5 separate regions of the Sus scrofa genome follow, and all the other regions are linked to region 1. A link is a contact called in public HiChIP or PLAC-seq data. All regions are on one chromosome and are shown on one strand. The core of a region is the stretch at or near the end of the contact, and the rest is flanking DNA. Distances in the headings are between cores, read along the strand shown.

Region 1 (2,716 bases), core at 210-2,709:
AAATAATCACTTAGATATGTACAGGCAACATCCATGTACGGGAGGTTGAATTAAACATTGGAATGAATTATAGAAAGATATCAAGTAAGTTGTATTATTCTCAAGCGTTATCTCAGTTTTTTATTAGGATTTTGATGGCTACTTCAGGAGGAAGTTTTCCATTTAATAAAGGGTTTACAGAGTGCACCCCACATTCCAGGCACCATGCTAGGATCCGGGGATTCAGTCATGAATGTGACACAATTCATGTTTTAATGAAGCCTAAATTCTGGAAGGAAGACTAATACCATAGGGCCTACAGGTCATGGTGCTGTGGGAGCACAGAGGTCCCCCAACTCGGTCTTGGGGGAGGAGGGAAGGGGCCCCCAAGGTAGTAATGGCCCAGCTGCCATCTGGAGATTGAGTAGGAATTAATAAGTTTCAGATCAGAAAGGAGGAGTTGTGATGGGAAGGGCAAGGGAGGAGCATTTAGGGAGCATCCTATGGAAACTCTGAGAGCTGAGGGACAGAAAGGCGTGTGAGGGAGCATGAGAGTTCAGTAGAGCTGGAACACGTGGGACAATGTGGGGAGTGAGGAGAGATGAAGCTAAAGAAGAAACCTTGTCAAACCAAGCGGGTCTCTATATTCATTGCTGATTGAGGATGAAGAGAATTGTGCACTGGATTGGTAGTTCATAACAGTATGTGAGTCAGGTCATGTCATGGACGTGATAAAAAATAAGAGCCAGGGCAGGCCTTGCTACAGCAACAAAGAAGTCCTAAAAATTCAATGGCTTAGAGAACATGAAGTCCTTTCTTTTTTCATGGGGCCATGTGGTTTCCAGTCAGCAGCTGGAGATGGGAAAAGGGGAAAGTGGGCTCTACTCCTTACAGAAATCCAGGCCAATGCAGTGATGCTGTCTTTAACACACGGCTTCCAGTGACACCGCCACAGGCAGCCAGCAGGGGAAATGGGGACCATGAGCAGACGGCTTTTATGGGCCAGGCCTGGAAGTAGCACCCAGAGCTTCCTCTCACATTCCACCAGTCAGAGCCCAGACACATGGCTACACCAACAGCAAGGAACCAGGAAAATGGAGCCTCTCTGTATGCTGGGGAGAAGAGGACTTGGGGGGAGAGCTGGCAGTCTCTGCTACAGTGATGGGGGAAGGGCACATGGACTGCTGCTTACATTTTCCCTGAAAGCCCTTTGTCTGCTTGCCTCTGAGAATCTCACAGCCCTTGTCTTCTTTCATTTCAAAATTCCCTCTTGCAGACATATATAGCCCCCTTTAATTTATCTCAGTCCTAATCCCTGGTCTTTCCTCAACTACATCCCATACTTTGACCAAGCTGCTCTGACTCTGAGCATGACAGGCTGTTTGCTTGTCCAGCTTGGTCCATCTTAAGGAGAGCATCCAGCCCTGCTGGTCAGTTGGGGGTAAGCAGAAATGCTGGCTGGTGAATCAGTAGGTGGCACTCTGGACCAGCAAGACACCAGTTCCACCGCGACACACGCGGACAGGGTGAGGAAGCAGTCACGCTCAGGAGAGCACGACAGTGGCTCACTTGACCTACTTCCTTAAGACTCAGCTTTCAAAACGAGCCACCACACCCAGACTGACCAGTGAGTCGTTAAAAACAGGGATATCAACATGCTCTGAACCGAGGGCCAATAAAAACATTTCCTTTGTGTGGAGGCTTTCTTCCCCTCGTGCTCAGGAAGGGCAGAGGAGTCCGTCTGACCTGTCTGACTGGAGAGAGCATGAACTCTTCTCTTCGTGGCTTCTGAGGGCTGCAGAGCAAGGCGGGAGTGTTGTTTTAATGGCAGTTGGACCTTCTGCTTTCATAACCACTGATTAGTCCTATTCGCTATGAGGAAATCAATCCTCAGGCTCTTTGTCAAAGGCCTCATTGTTTGCTTATTTCTTTCTTTCACTTGTGTCACCCTGGTAAGGTGTCCTTTCACTCAGCAATGTCTTCTGGGTCATTTTTCATGACCCTGGGAAGGTGTGGACCAAAATGGTAAAACAGACATTTGCAGATCCTTTTCCTTGCTGAGAGCTGAAAATGGACCGTCAGCAGAGATAAGCAGGGATAGAGATTTTGTTCATGATGAATTGCTTGTTCTCGGTTTATGTCCCTTGGGGTTGCCTTCTTTTTGTCCAAATTCAGATATTTCAAAATCATGTATCTGTGCTCCTATTCATGGAGCCCTCTGCTGATGTGATGAATTAAAAGAAGAGCTTAGAGAAAGGATGTTTCTGTGTTAGGCTTTTTATTTCTTTCTTCATTTCATACACAAGCCTCAAAGGCATGCAAGCAAAGAACTGATTTTCCTTAAAGCCAATCTAGGTATTATAGTGTATGAGAGATTAGTATTTGATATTGTCTAAAAACATCGCATAGTTATTATTATTACTACTATTATTACTATTATTATTATTACTATTACTATTTTCTTTTTAGGGCCACACCTGCGATATATGAAAGTTCCCAGCCTAAGGGTCAAATCTGAGCTGCAGCCGCCAGCCTATACCCCAGCCACAGCAGCACCAGATCCTTAACCCACTGAGCAAGGCCAGGGATTGAACCCACACCTTCATGTCAGATTCTTAACCTGCTGAGTCACAGCAGGAACTCTGACATAGTTATTACTGATCACCTGATTCGTAGCCGTATTTCAAGCTAAGCTAGCCAAGTGAACATAATCGTGCTTTCATTAGTAATGCTCATC
Region 2 (2,724 bases), core at 147-2,646, 900 kb after region 1:
TTTTTTTTTCAAATTAGTTAATAAACAGTGGCGTAAGTTTCTGATAGTTCTTTGGAATTTTTTTTTTTTTCTTTTTCTTTTTAGGGCTGCACATGTGGCATATGGAGGTTCTCAGGCTAGGGGTTGAATTGGAGCTGTAGCCGCCGGCCTATGCCACGGCCACAGCAACACTGGATCCTTAACCCACTGAGCAAGGCCAGGGATCAAACCTGCATCCTCATGGATGCTAGTCAGATTCATTTCCCCTGAGCCACGACAGGAACTCCAGTTCTTTGGATTATCTTGTAATTGGGATCAAGAGGCAAAATAGCATGTGTTGTGAATAAGACAAAGTAGAGGAAGCATTTGACTTATAATAACAACTTTAGACTATGTCTGTGAATACGCTGTTTTCCATAAAGATTTTGTTGAAAGATGCAGTTTATTTAACCAACGCTGTGTGTATCAGACACTTTTCTAAGCACTTGACAAATATTAACTCACTACAGTTAATTCATAACATCCCGGAGAGGTAGGAACTGTTATTATTCCTATTTGGGGGAAGAATGAGGCATAGAGCAGAATATAGTTTTACTAGTGTCACAGAGCTCATAAGGGTTGGGGCTGGAGTTCCAAATCTTAGAAAAAAACAACAATTTTAAAGCAGACATTCCAAGCTTTATGTCATATACAAAAGTATTGCGTCTAAGTCTTGAGACCTGGGCTTCTGCCCACGCTTTGTCAGGAAGCAGCATAACCTAAAAGTGGGCGTAGTTGTTACACCCTCCTCCCACCCCCACAGTCTTGGCATAGGCAGTAGCATGCAAGGTCAGAGGTAAGTTGCTGGCTAGGTGGCCCTCAAAGCTCACAGTTGCTGCTCAGGGTAAGTGTGTTGTCAGATTTTCTTTTTTTTCTCCTTTTCTTGCTTGCTTGCTTGCTTTTTAGGCCCGCACCTGGAGCATATTGAGGTCCCCAGGCTAGGGGTGGAATCAGAGCTGCAGCCACTGGCCTATGCCATAGCCACAGCAACTTGAGATCCAAGCCATGTCTGCCACCTACACCACAGCTCACTGACACGCCAGATCCTTAACCCACTGAGCGAGGCCAAGGATCAAACCCACAACCTCATGGTTCCCAGTCGGATTCATTTCCTCTGTACCACAACGGGAACTCTCCAGAATTTCTCAATTCTAGGAGTAACTTTAGCTTTAGTCACTAGAAGTCCTGCTTCTGGACTCCTTTAGTTTAATTTCCTGATTTATCATAGAGCGTTGTCTGCCAATGAATACAAGTTTCACCTTATGTCGTCCGTACACTTCAAAGATTATAAACTATTGCAGATAGTTTATCCCACTTGAGGCTCCCAGTGGCTCTCTGCAGTAAGCCTAGACTCTCATTTTTCAGATGAGGAAACTGAAGTTCAAAGAATGCAATGCAGATAGAGGAAGTGAGACAAAAAAGCTATTTTTGATTTCTGCTCAGCCAGTGGTTTTTGGTTTGTTTGTTTTTGGTTCTCTTAAGCTATAGACTGTTCCTCTCCATTCCTGGCCTCCACCTCCAAAACAGGAGCCCAGCTGACTCATCTACCTTCCTCATGACTATGCCTAGATTCATAAACCAACAACTATGAGACTCTCTGATCCCCAGATTGAGTTGTTAGTTATTCAGCTGATATATACACTTCAGTCTGGACATTGAATACTTTCAGAGTTTGTGCTATAATTAGTAGTTTACCTACTACCTAAAAAAGGAAAAAAAAAAAAACCCTCAAAAACCCAAAACTCGGAGTTCCCGTCTTGGCGCAGTGGTTAACGACTCCGACTAGGAACCACGAGGTTGCGGGTTCGGTCCCTGCCCTTGCTCAGTGGGTTAACGATCCGGCGTTGTCGTGAGCTGTGGTGTAGGTTGCAGATGCGGCTCGGATCCCACGTTGCTGTGGCTCTGGCATAGGCCAGAGGCTACAGCTCCGATTTGACCCCTAGCCTGGGAACCTCCATATGCCTCGGGAGCGGCCCAAGAAACAGAAAAAAAAAAACAAACCCAAAACTCAAACAGCACATACACACACACGCCATGTTTTTTTAAAAAAATGTTTAAAGTTTTCACAAGCCATGTTTTATAACAAAATGGCATTTATAATTATGGTTTCTATACTGTACCCATTCAAGAATTCCCTTTATAGGGCTTGACATAAAGATGGTGCTATAACATATAATATTTTATTTATGATTTGTCATTTAAATGTTTTGATAATACTGACAGATTTCATAAATATCCTAGGAAAGCACAGCTTGATTGTTTTCTCATCAGCTGTTTGAAAAAGATAAGACAGTCCAACCAAACTGTTGACAATTATGTTGAAACAAAGGGGCTCCTTTATCATGCTGCCATGTCCAAAACCCAAGAACTGGCCTTTTACAAGCTTGTGCAGGGGAGGCTCCCTAGGTCTTGCCAGCCATTCTCGGCTCTACTATCTTGCAAAAGTTGGCTGGCTTCTCCACTGCTTCATTCCCATGAACTAAGTGGGTTGTTATTACCTGCAAAACAAGAAAACGTAGTTGCTCCAAGATGGGGTTAAAACCGTTCTCTTTTAGTATTGACTCCCTCAAACAATTTTGTCTGGAATAGATTCAATTATTGATCAGGAGACCTTCATTGGAGACTACGTTGGCTGGAAACAAGAGCATTTGTATTTCTGCGTGTCTCACTAAACGTGTTTAAACACGCTAGTCTAAAACTAGAATT
Region 3 (2,700 bases), core at 170-2,669, 650 kb after region 1:
GTTGTTTATTAAGTGCGTGGATGTCAAACTCAAAGGACAATTTAAAAATATGTAAATGAGTTCCCATTGTGGCGTGGCGGGTTAAGAACCTGACTAATATCCACGAAGTTTTGGGTTCCATCCCCAGCCCAGATCAGTGGGTTGGGGATCCGGCGTTGCCGTGAGCTGCGGTGTAGATCGCAGACGTGGCTCGGATCCTGTGTGGCTGTGTCTGTGGCGTAGGCTGGCAGCTGCAGCTTGGATTCGACCCCTAGCCTGGGAACTTCCACATGCTGTAGGTGTGGCCCTAAAAATAATAATAAAGAAAAATACGTAAATGATTCCATAAGGACACAACTGTCCATCTGAAAGGAAGGTAGGATGAGACACAGGTGGTTCTGTAAATCCCAAGACCTCAGACATTTGTGTGGGTTTTACAAAGTTTTATAAAGTTCTCTGGGTGGCACTTACCAGGGGAGGGAAGGGAGCTCCGCTTTGGTTCTTCACTGCCCTTAAATTTTGTTTCTCTTATTTAGGAAGTCAAAACACTGACCTCATTTCCAAACATCCACAGCCCCCTAGGCTTACTTACCATCCCAAGGGTTAGGCCCTGAATATGTTTGTCCAGTGTGTTGGGGTGGTGAGCTGTGTCACGGGAAGGAAGGCCTGTGCTATTTTTAAATTGATGCAACCCATGGTTGAAACATATCATACACATATCATACCAATGACACACACGCTGCATTGTAACCTAGCATGTGTCATACATACATTCTCTCTCACTCACACACACCCCTGCCCTTCTCATCCGGCTTTAAAAAGGGAAGGCAGCCGGAACGCCAAGCCTGATGATTTGAGTTGAAAAGGCTGTTAAAGTGTAAAAATCAAGTACCCCTCTGGTGCTCAGCCTGGCTTTGAGACATGTGGGAGGGCTTCAAAGCCACCGTGCCCCGCTTTTGGAGCTCTGGCTTGCAGTTGGTCCCCAAATGTTTACCAGCATGAAGATGCCTGACTTACAGGAAGTGGGAAGTGGGTGTGGGGGGTGAGGGTGAGTGGGTGGGTAGGGAGTGGGGAAGGGAGGGTGGGGGGGGTGTCCTCTTGATGTGGTTACTCTGTCATTGACCTTGTTTGGGTAGAGCAGGAGTTGAATTAGAAAATGAAAACACGTTTCATCTTAGGCCCATTTCATCCCATTTTTTACTTTCCTTAGGAAAAAAAAAAAAAAGAGAGTTGTTGTTTTTTTCCCAAGGGGAGCCAGGTCTCCAGATTTGGTGCTCAACTTCCCTTCCTTCTACAATAGTCTTCGCCCACACTCATCTGGCAGCCTACAAATGCAACGCCCAGCCCACCGAGAGAGGACTGGGCCGGGCCCAGTAGCTGAGGCTGAATATCATAGGCTTGTCGAGCTGCTGTGATGACACCATCAAAGGGAATAGATGGGGGTTTCTGAGAGGCGAGCTGTTTGGATCATTCATGATTTGCTGCCATTGTGAACACTCTTAAGGAGAGAACTCTGCCTGAGAAATGCTGATTAATAAAGGTAACTGAGGTTGGCTTTTTTTTTTTTTTTTTTTTTTTGGTGCTCTAACAGGGAGGGAAATAATATAGTGACTAAAAACACACCAAGGCATTACTTAGAAGCAAACACTTTGAGATGTAAAGACTCTAGGCAGGGGCAGCCTTAGATAGCTAGCTCTCTCTGCACAGCTGTACCAGTGCTGACGTCTGCCTGCTTGCCAGCATCCTAAATGCGGTGCTCATCGGGCCTTCTAGAAGGGGTGAGTGACATTTGGTGGGCCACCCCTTCTCCTCTCTGCCTCCCCTCCTCACCCCCAAGCACTTTTGTGCTGGACTATACCTAGATAGGACTATATGAACATGCGTTTTCTTACGACAGGGGCCTGCTTCCTTCCTTTATTCCCTCTTCCTTTTTTGCAGCTTTCATTTTAAATTATATCACATTAAATTATATCCCTTGACTGCTACAATGACAGTAAAAAAATGGTTTGGTTTGGTGCTTCTTTGGATTATTTGAAGGGTTTTATAGTCCAACACTGGGTCTCAAATTTGACTTTCCTTCAAGTTCCACTCGTGGCCTTGTCCAGCTCAGCTGGAGCACCTGGAACTAATTTTAGGGTTGCCTGCTAAGCCCCACGCTGGTATTTGAAGTTTGCGTCCTCCCTAGACTCAAGCTCATTTCACCACCTCTGAAGGTGAGTGCAGGCTGATATTAATTAACAGTGAGTTGATTCACTGGCATCTTCCAGTCATTAGAGTAAATATTTGGCTTAAAGGAGCCTCTTCCCACCTCAACCTTGCAACTTTTTGCCCATTCCTTTACCCCACCACGGTTGACTCACCAGCACTTGCAGGGGTGTATATGGCCTAAGACAAGAGTTTGGTTCTAAAAGGGAAGTGAGATACTCTTTAACATCTGCAGGCGAGACTGTTTGAACAGCAGGCCGGCCTTCAGTATGACTACATTGTTTTTTTGTCCATGCGGGCGCTGACTCAGCATCAGTTAATAAACCCTCTGGAGAAGGCTGGATTTCTCTTGTTTAATTATCATCTTGGCGCTTTCTGAGAACTCTTGTAAGGAATTGTTCATTCAGTTTTATACCCCCAGCACGTGTGCCGCCTAAAAGTCGTGTTTCCTCTGGGTGCTAGCGTCCCCTCTGGCATAACATTGCAATCGCAGGTCATCAGGCAGTGAGCTGGGAG
Region 4 (2,700 bases), core at 78-2,577, 770 kb after region 1:
CTATTTATTAATATAGAATGTAATTAGGTTTATTTCATTAGCTATATAGGTAGTATGATGTGTTTTGGGAGAATTAAATCTGAAAAAGGGATAAATTATAAAAAAAAATCAAGAAATAAAAAAGCTCTCATTTTTATTTGTCATTATTCATAGCTAACATAAATTGAACTGAAGGCATCAGAAAAACTAGATTTTATAATACACAAGTCTAATAAAACACAAATAACTGTAAAGCTATTTCCAATATTAAAAATCCCACTAACAATTACTGTGGCCCTCAAAATCAGTGTACTTTCACTTGATTCAACTTAAAAATAACTAAATTTATATATTTTAAAAGCTTTACTAGTAAGTAGTAAAGGCTTCATTATAACCAAATGGTAACAATGATGAACACCAATAAAACTTTTCTTAACGTCATTAGTAAAAAACCACAATGTAATATTTCACTTTCGAGTATCACGTGGCCAGTGATATTTCAGCTGACAGGCATTACAAGGATTTAAAGATAAATAAATTGCAACGAAGAATATTACATTTATTTCCCGCCTATGTTAAAAGAAAAAGATTTGAGGTTGCTTATAACAAAAGCATGTATATAGTAACAACAAAAACTATTAACACATCTTTTTCTTGGATAGAATTATCCCATCTCTTATATGTGGAATCTGAAAAACAAAACAAAACAAAACCCAACCAACCAACAAATCAAGCAAACCAAGCTCACTGATACAGAGCATCTGCTGGTTGCCAGACTTTGGGAGTAGAGTGTGGAAGAAATGGGTGAACTATTTTTGCTTCTGATTTATGTAAACTGAATGAGGGGTGGGAAGACTAATCTTGCTGCAATCTATAATATAAATAAAAATTGGAAGAGATTAGAGAACTGTTTGTTTGCATGAGAAATAATGAGGATATGAGCTTGAATTGTGCCAAAGAAAATGAAGAGAGTGGATATGAGGGATATGGATAAACTGTGTGATCTGCAAATAGATTTGTTTCATTAATTCATTTGTTTATTCTTACTTTAATTCATCTCTTTTATTGTATTAGGCAGTTGCTGAAGGTATTCAGCAAAAAAAATGAGCAGTTTCTGCCTTCACAAAGCTCTCTGATCAGTCCTGAGTAGCTTCTTTAATCTAGTAAAACCTGCCCTCTAAGAGTGCGCTCAGCCTCCTTCCAGAACCACTCACCCCAATCCTTTCAAATTCTGCTTCCTAGCCTGTTCCCAGTTTCTGATCACATCTTCTCTTCCTGATTCCACTTCGCCCCACTGGCAGCTCTCATTTCTGGCCTCACTTCTTAGATTCACTTCCTTCTTCCTATTTTGAGAGTTAGGCTGATTTCATGTGCTTTGGGTAAATTCCTATGGTCTTGGCAACTAGACACAGTCCTTATGCTGGCGTGCCACCCCCGCCACCAAACAATCCAGATCCTGACAGTCAAGAGTCCAGCCATAACAAAACCAAACAAAAAAGAATTATCCCAATAGCTGTACCCAGGTCTAGGATCTCTAGCAACCAGTGGGCAGGGGCAAATTTATCAGAAATCTTCATTCATTAAACATTTATTGAGCACTTACCAAGGTATTACCTGTGCCGATGGATACAAAAATGAACAATGGATGCATAAACAAATAATTTTAAGACCCTGTTAAGTAGTAACAGAAATACGCACAAAGCACTGTGAAAAAATTTAAACTCCCAAGCACAAACTATAACTCTGGATTTTCTGGCAGCTAGAGTAAACAAGTAAACAAACCCTATAACTGGTTACATAATTTCATTTTATAAGTGTGGAAATTATACCAATAGGTACAATGTATTAAAATAAAATTGAACAGAATTTTCAAAGATGAAAACAAAGAAGAGAATATAGGTCAAGCTTCAAACTTGAAATACATTATATATATATATAAATATATTTTTGAATACAGAAAGAGATAAGGCCATTTCAGGCAGAGTACAGCACCAATTCTTCCCTTTCATATATGCCCCTGCCCACTAAAGTATTCAGAGGCAGATGGAATAAAACAGTACCTTTGAGATTGGTGAATAAAGGGAGAAAAATGAGCTATGAATTTAGCATATAAAGCTTGGAATATCAAATGCAGTGGAATTAGCCAAGGCTTAGTTGGAATTGCAACTCCCAACACAACTGATTATGTTCCCATGGCAAATTATATCAATCTTCGGGAGTCTGTATCTAAATCTAAAAAATGGAAATAATATATACTTTTGAATCACTGCTGTAACAGTTAAATAAAATGAAATACATAGAACACCTAATACAACAGGTGCTTAACAAGGATTAGTTCTTTTCATTCCTCCCTTTAAAAACACGGTTAAATGTGAAGCCAAAGAAAGGTAACACTATTTAGTCTTTATAGAGCCAAGAATGTAGAGAATAAAAAATAATTGGTCTTCAACCATCAGTTCTCTTTGAAGTTTTCTTAATTAGAATAAATATGTGGCACAAAGAAAAAGAAAATAGGGGTTTACACAGGATATGCTGCCAGACCTTACCAACAATGACACATGATATGTGCTTCAAATTGTCACATGCATATTTGGCCTAAGATATATTCATGCATGTCAAATTTTGCATCACATGCTTTTCAAAAGAAGCCTCATGTTAAAATTAGCTTAAGAATATACACAATTACAATACCTCATTAAGTAAAAAGAACAGACCATTTTC
Region 5 (2,700 bases), core at 138-2,637, 850 kb after region 1:
TTTGATAACCTACTGTGTACTGTCTTAGTTGCAATGAAGGACAGCAAGATAATCTATCCTCTTCTATGAAGCTAAAATAAAGTGGAGGTTCAAAAAAAAAAAAAAAACCCTCATAAAAAGTACTTATAAAAACACTTCATGGTGCCAAAAGAAAGGCCTTTAAAGATCAAACAGAAATTTTCATTTGAAAAACAATAGGAGCCACTATGATACCATGAATAAAACGATGGTATGATGAGAGGAACAGTACTTGAGGAATATTCTAGCTGTTGTATATAAAAGACTGCAAGGAGATAAAAGATTCCAAACAAGGAAATCTGTTAAGGAAATACTATGAGACTGGAATGAAGGAAAAAAGCAGAGGAGGTCTGGAAATCAATTAGAACAGATAATGGTGATTACTAATGTTGAAGAAAACTAAAGGAGAGAGATAAGTTAGATGGCGGAGTTCTGAGCTACACATTTAAATCTTTAAATGCGGTAAAGCACAAGCTTGGGGTATAATGCTGGTGGGCTGGTGGTCCTGTTACTGTCCATCAACTGCCTCAATCCTGCCCTTAGAGAGGCTGGACCTTTCTGGATTTTGGAGAGGGAAAAGTCTGGAAAGGAACATTGAGGTTGGTAAAGCCTCAACTAGAATGGTATGAAGACCATCAGTGTTCTCCCCCAGGAAAGGCACCCAGAAAGAAAACATAAGACAGCATTTTGGAAAACTGGTTAAGAACTTACAAGGAGATAAAAGGAGCAAACTGGCAAAAATTAATTTATTTTCTTTCTTTGCAGCAGACGCTCTAGCCACTTCTTGCTTTCCTAAACTTCTGCTTGCTGGTAAAATTGTTACTCTCTTTTAGCTACTTTTGTGAGCCTAACCCTGCATCATTTTTCATACTGCTTATTCCAGGTTACGTCTTTTTTTTTGCCATTTCTTGGGCCGCTCCCGCGGCATATGGAGTTTCCCAGGCTAGGGGTCTAATCGGAGCTGTAGCTGCCAGCCTATGCCAGAGCCACAGCAACTCGGGATCCGAGCCGCGTCTGCGACCTACACCACAGCTCACGGCAACGCCAGATCATTAATCCACTGAGCAAGGGCAGGGATCGAACCCGCAGCCTCATGGTTCCTAGTCGGATTCGTTAACCACTGCGCCACGACGGGAACTCCACGTCTTTTGATCACTAAATCAAGTAGAATTACATTCTGGATGGGGGAAAATATACCAAGAAAAATACTCTGGTTAAAGGGACTGATATTTAATCACCAAAAATCCTTCTCAGGCCCCAACTAGCTAAGAGGATATGACAGTGGTCCTAGGGGATCCAGGATACAGGGGAGTGGGAGGGAGCTGGCATGCTGCACTAGAGATTAAAAAAAAGGTAGTAATACTAGGAACAAGCTGCTATATAGCATTGTGGATTCAACAGAACGTAAATTCCTCTTTCATAATGAAACAAGTAGAATGTGATTAGGAAAGAAATGAAAAAGGAAACTAATACTTACTATCCATAAGAGAAAACACTAGTTGTTTTATAGGAAATCTTATTATCACCTGCATTTTACATACAGCTTAAATAACTTGCCAAACTCATATTCTATTAAATAAATGTCAAAAAGGAATTAATTAAAATGACAGAATCAAATACAGATGTAACATGGACAGTCTCTACAAGAAATTAAAACAGCATGGTAAAGTAGTCATTTAAAAAAAAAAAAAAAACAGTACAACCTACTAGTCCAATAGTTCCATGTTAGTAAGTTTAGGGCTTTACTTTAAAATGTCTGTTGGACATTACACAGTAACCTATTCTGTAGAGAATGATATCAACCCATGGAGATCATAAGAAGGAAGATGTATCAGGACTAATGAGTATGGATATCAGCTCCTGATTTACGAGAAGGTCGCACTTCATGCACTAGGTTCAACCAAAGTTGCTGAAAAATTCACAAATGACTTTCATGAGACAAAAATTACTTTTTACAATAAGAAATGAGGAACAGGAGAAGGTGAGCTCCATTAAGACAGGGATTTTCATCTGTTTTGTTCACTGCTACACTTCCAATACACAAAATATTGCCTGCTTTATAGTAGGCATACAATAAACATTCACCTAATGAATCAGAGATGCCAAAGGTCAAGTGGGACAAGAAGTCAAATGTGATTATTTTATTTTATTTAAGTGAAAGAATGTTTATTTACAGAAATACACATTCCACAGACAGAAGTAGTCCATCTCAGAAGGCAAGAGCAGCCCAAAGTGATAAATTTGAAAGAATGCCCATATTTAAGGTAGAATCTACACTGAGATGCAGTTGGAATCTTCTGTTCCAAATTGGCCTGCCGGAGTAATCTGTAACTAATATAAATATCTACAGTAGCATTAAGAAGTAACTCTAAGATTAAAGAAAAAATATAGGAGAGTAGGTATAGATACAATTTATCTAGTAGATATTCAACTAGGTAAAAATGAAAAGGAAACAAGAGCAAAAAACACTGCCCTGCCTTCAACATCCAGACTGTACCACACAAGGTTTTTCCTAGGTTTATCTCATTGGTTTATTTCAAGTTCATTTTTTTAAACTGTGGTAAAATATACCTAGCATAAAATTTATCATGTTAACCATTTTAAACGTATAGTTCAGTGGCATTAAATACATTCACCTTGTTATTGTGCAACCATCACTACTATCAATCTGCAGTGCTTTTC

The links. HiChIP or PLAC-seq counts read pairs in DNA pulled down with a chosen protein or histone mark.
Region 2: an H3K27ac HiChIP or PLAC-seq map of alveolar macrophages shows a contact between it and region 1. The contact joins two enhancer-like sites. A contact is called at or near these places in 1 of 5 promoter capture datasets (fetal skeletal muscle) and 1 of 2 datasets of contacts at active chromatin or transcription factors (alveolar macrophages).
Region 3: a contact with region 1 is called in an H3K27ac HiChIP or PLAC-seq map of alveolar macrophages. The contact joins the promoter of PRDM1 here to the enhancer-like site in region 1. A contact is called at or near these places in 1 of 5 promoter capture datasets (liver), 3 of 47 Hi-C or Micro-C datasets (alveolar macrophages, embryonic fibroblasts and heart right ventricle) and 2 of 2 datasets of contacts at active chromatin or transcription factors (alveolar macrophages and skeletal muscle).
Region 4: an H3K27ac HiChIP or PLAC-seq map of alveolar macrophages shows a contact between it and region 1. The contact joins two enhancer-like sites. A contact is called at or near these places in 11 of 47 Hi-C or Micro-C datasets (alveolar macrophages, blood, embryonic fibroblasts and 6 more) and 1 of 2 datasets of contacts at active chromatin or transcription factors (alveolar macrophages).
Region 5: a contact with region 1 is called in an H3K27ac HiChIP or PLAC-seq map of alveolar macrophages. The contact joins two enhancer-like sites. A contact is called at or near these places in 9 of 47 Hi-C or Micro-C datasets (alveolar macrophages, embryonic fibroblasts, fetal heart ventricle and 5 more) and 1 of 2 datasets of contacts at active chromatin or transcription factors (alveolar macrophages).

What each region holds. Positions count from the first base shown.
Region 1 is chr1:71,656,717-71,659,432 of Sscrofa11.1, forward strand. It overlaps a transcript of PREP not described here. Among named protein-coding and RNA genes, the nearest start is that of PREP, 22 kb to the left of the region's middle. Within about 2 kb of position 1,460, at least 15 of the 83 cell types and tissues checked have an H3K27ac peak or open chromatin away from gene starts, as enhancers often do. A contact at or near this core is called in alveolar macrophages, where this site is marked.
Region 2 is chr1:72,560,170-72,562,893 of Sscrofa11.1, forward strand. The region is part of intron 1 of CRYBG1 (absent in melanoma 1 protein); the gene reads left to right. Among named protein-coding and RNA genes, the nearest start is that of CRYBG1, 8.7 kb to the left of the region's middle. Within about 2 kb of position 1,397, at least 5 of the 83 cell types and tissues checked have an H3K27ac peak or open chromatin away from gene starts, as enhancers often do. A contact at or near this core is called in alveolar macrophages, where this site is marked.
Region 3 is chr1:72,307,677-72,310,376 of Sscrofa11.1, forward strand. It overlaps PRDM1 (PR domain zinc finger protein 1), which reads left to right and starts at 1,420. Exons shown (of 7, transcript XM_005659341.3): 1 at 1,420-1,519.
Region 4 is chr1:72,429,439-72,432,138 of Sscrofa11.1, forward strand. The region is part of intron 6 of ATG5 (autophagy protein 5); the gene reads right to left. Among named protein-coding and RNA genes, the nearest start is that of ATG5, 90 kb to the right of the region's middle. Within about 2 kb of position 1,328, at least 7 of the 83 cell types and tissues checked have an H3K27ac peak or open chromatin away from gene starts, as enhancers often do. A contact at or near this core is called in alveolar macrophages, where this site is marked.
Region 5 is chr1:72,507,859-72,510,558 of Sscrofa11.1, forward strand. The region is part of intron 2 of ATG5 (autophagy protein 5); the gene reads right to left. Among named protein-coding and RNA genes, the nearest start is that of ATG5, 11 kb to the right of the region's middle. Within about 2 kb of position 1,388, at least 1 of the 83 cell types and tissues checked has an H3K27ac peak or open chromatin away from gene starts, as enhancers often do. A contact at or near this core is called in alveolar macrophages, where this site is marked.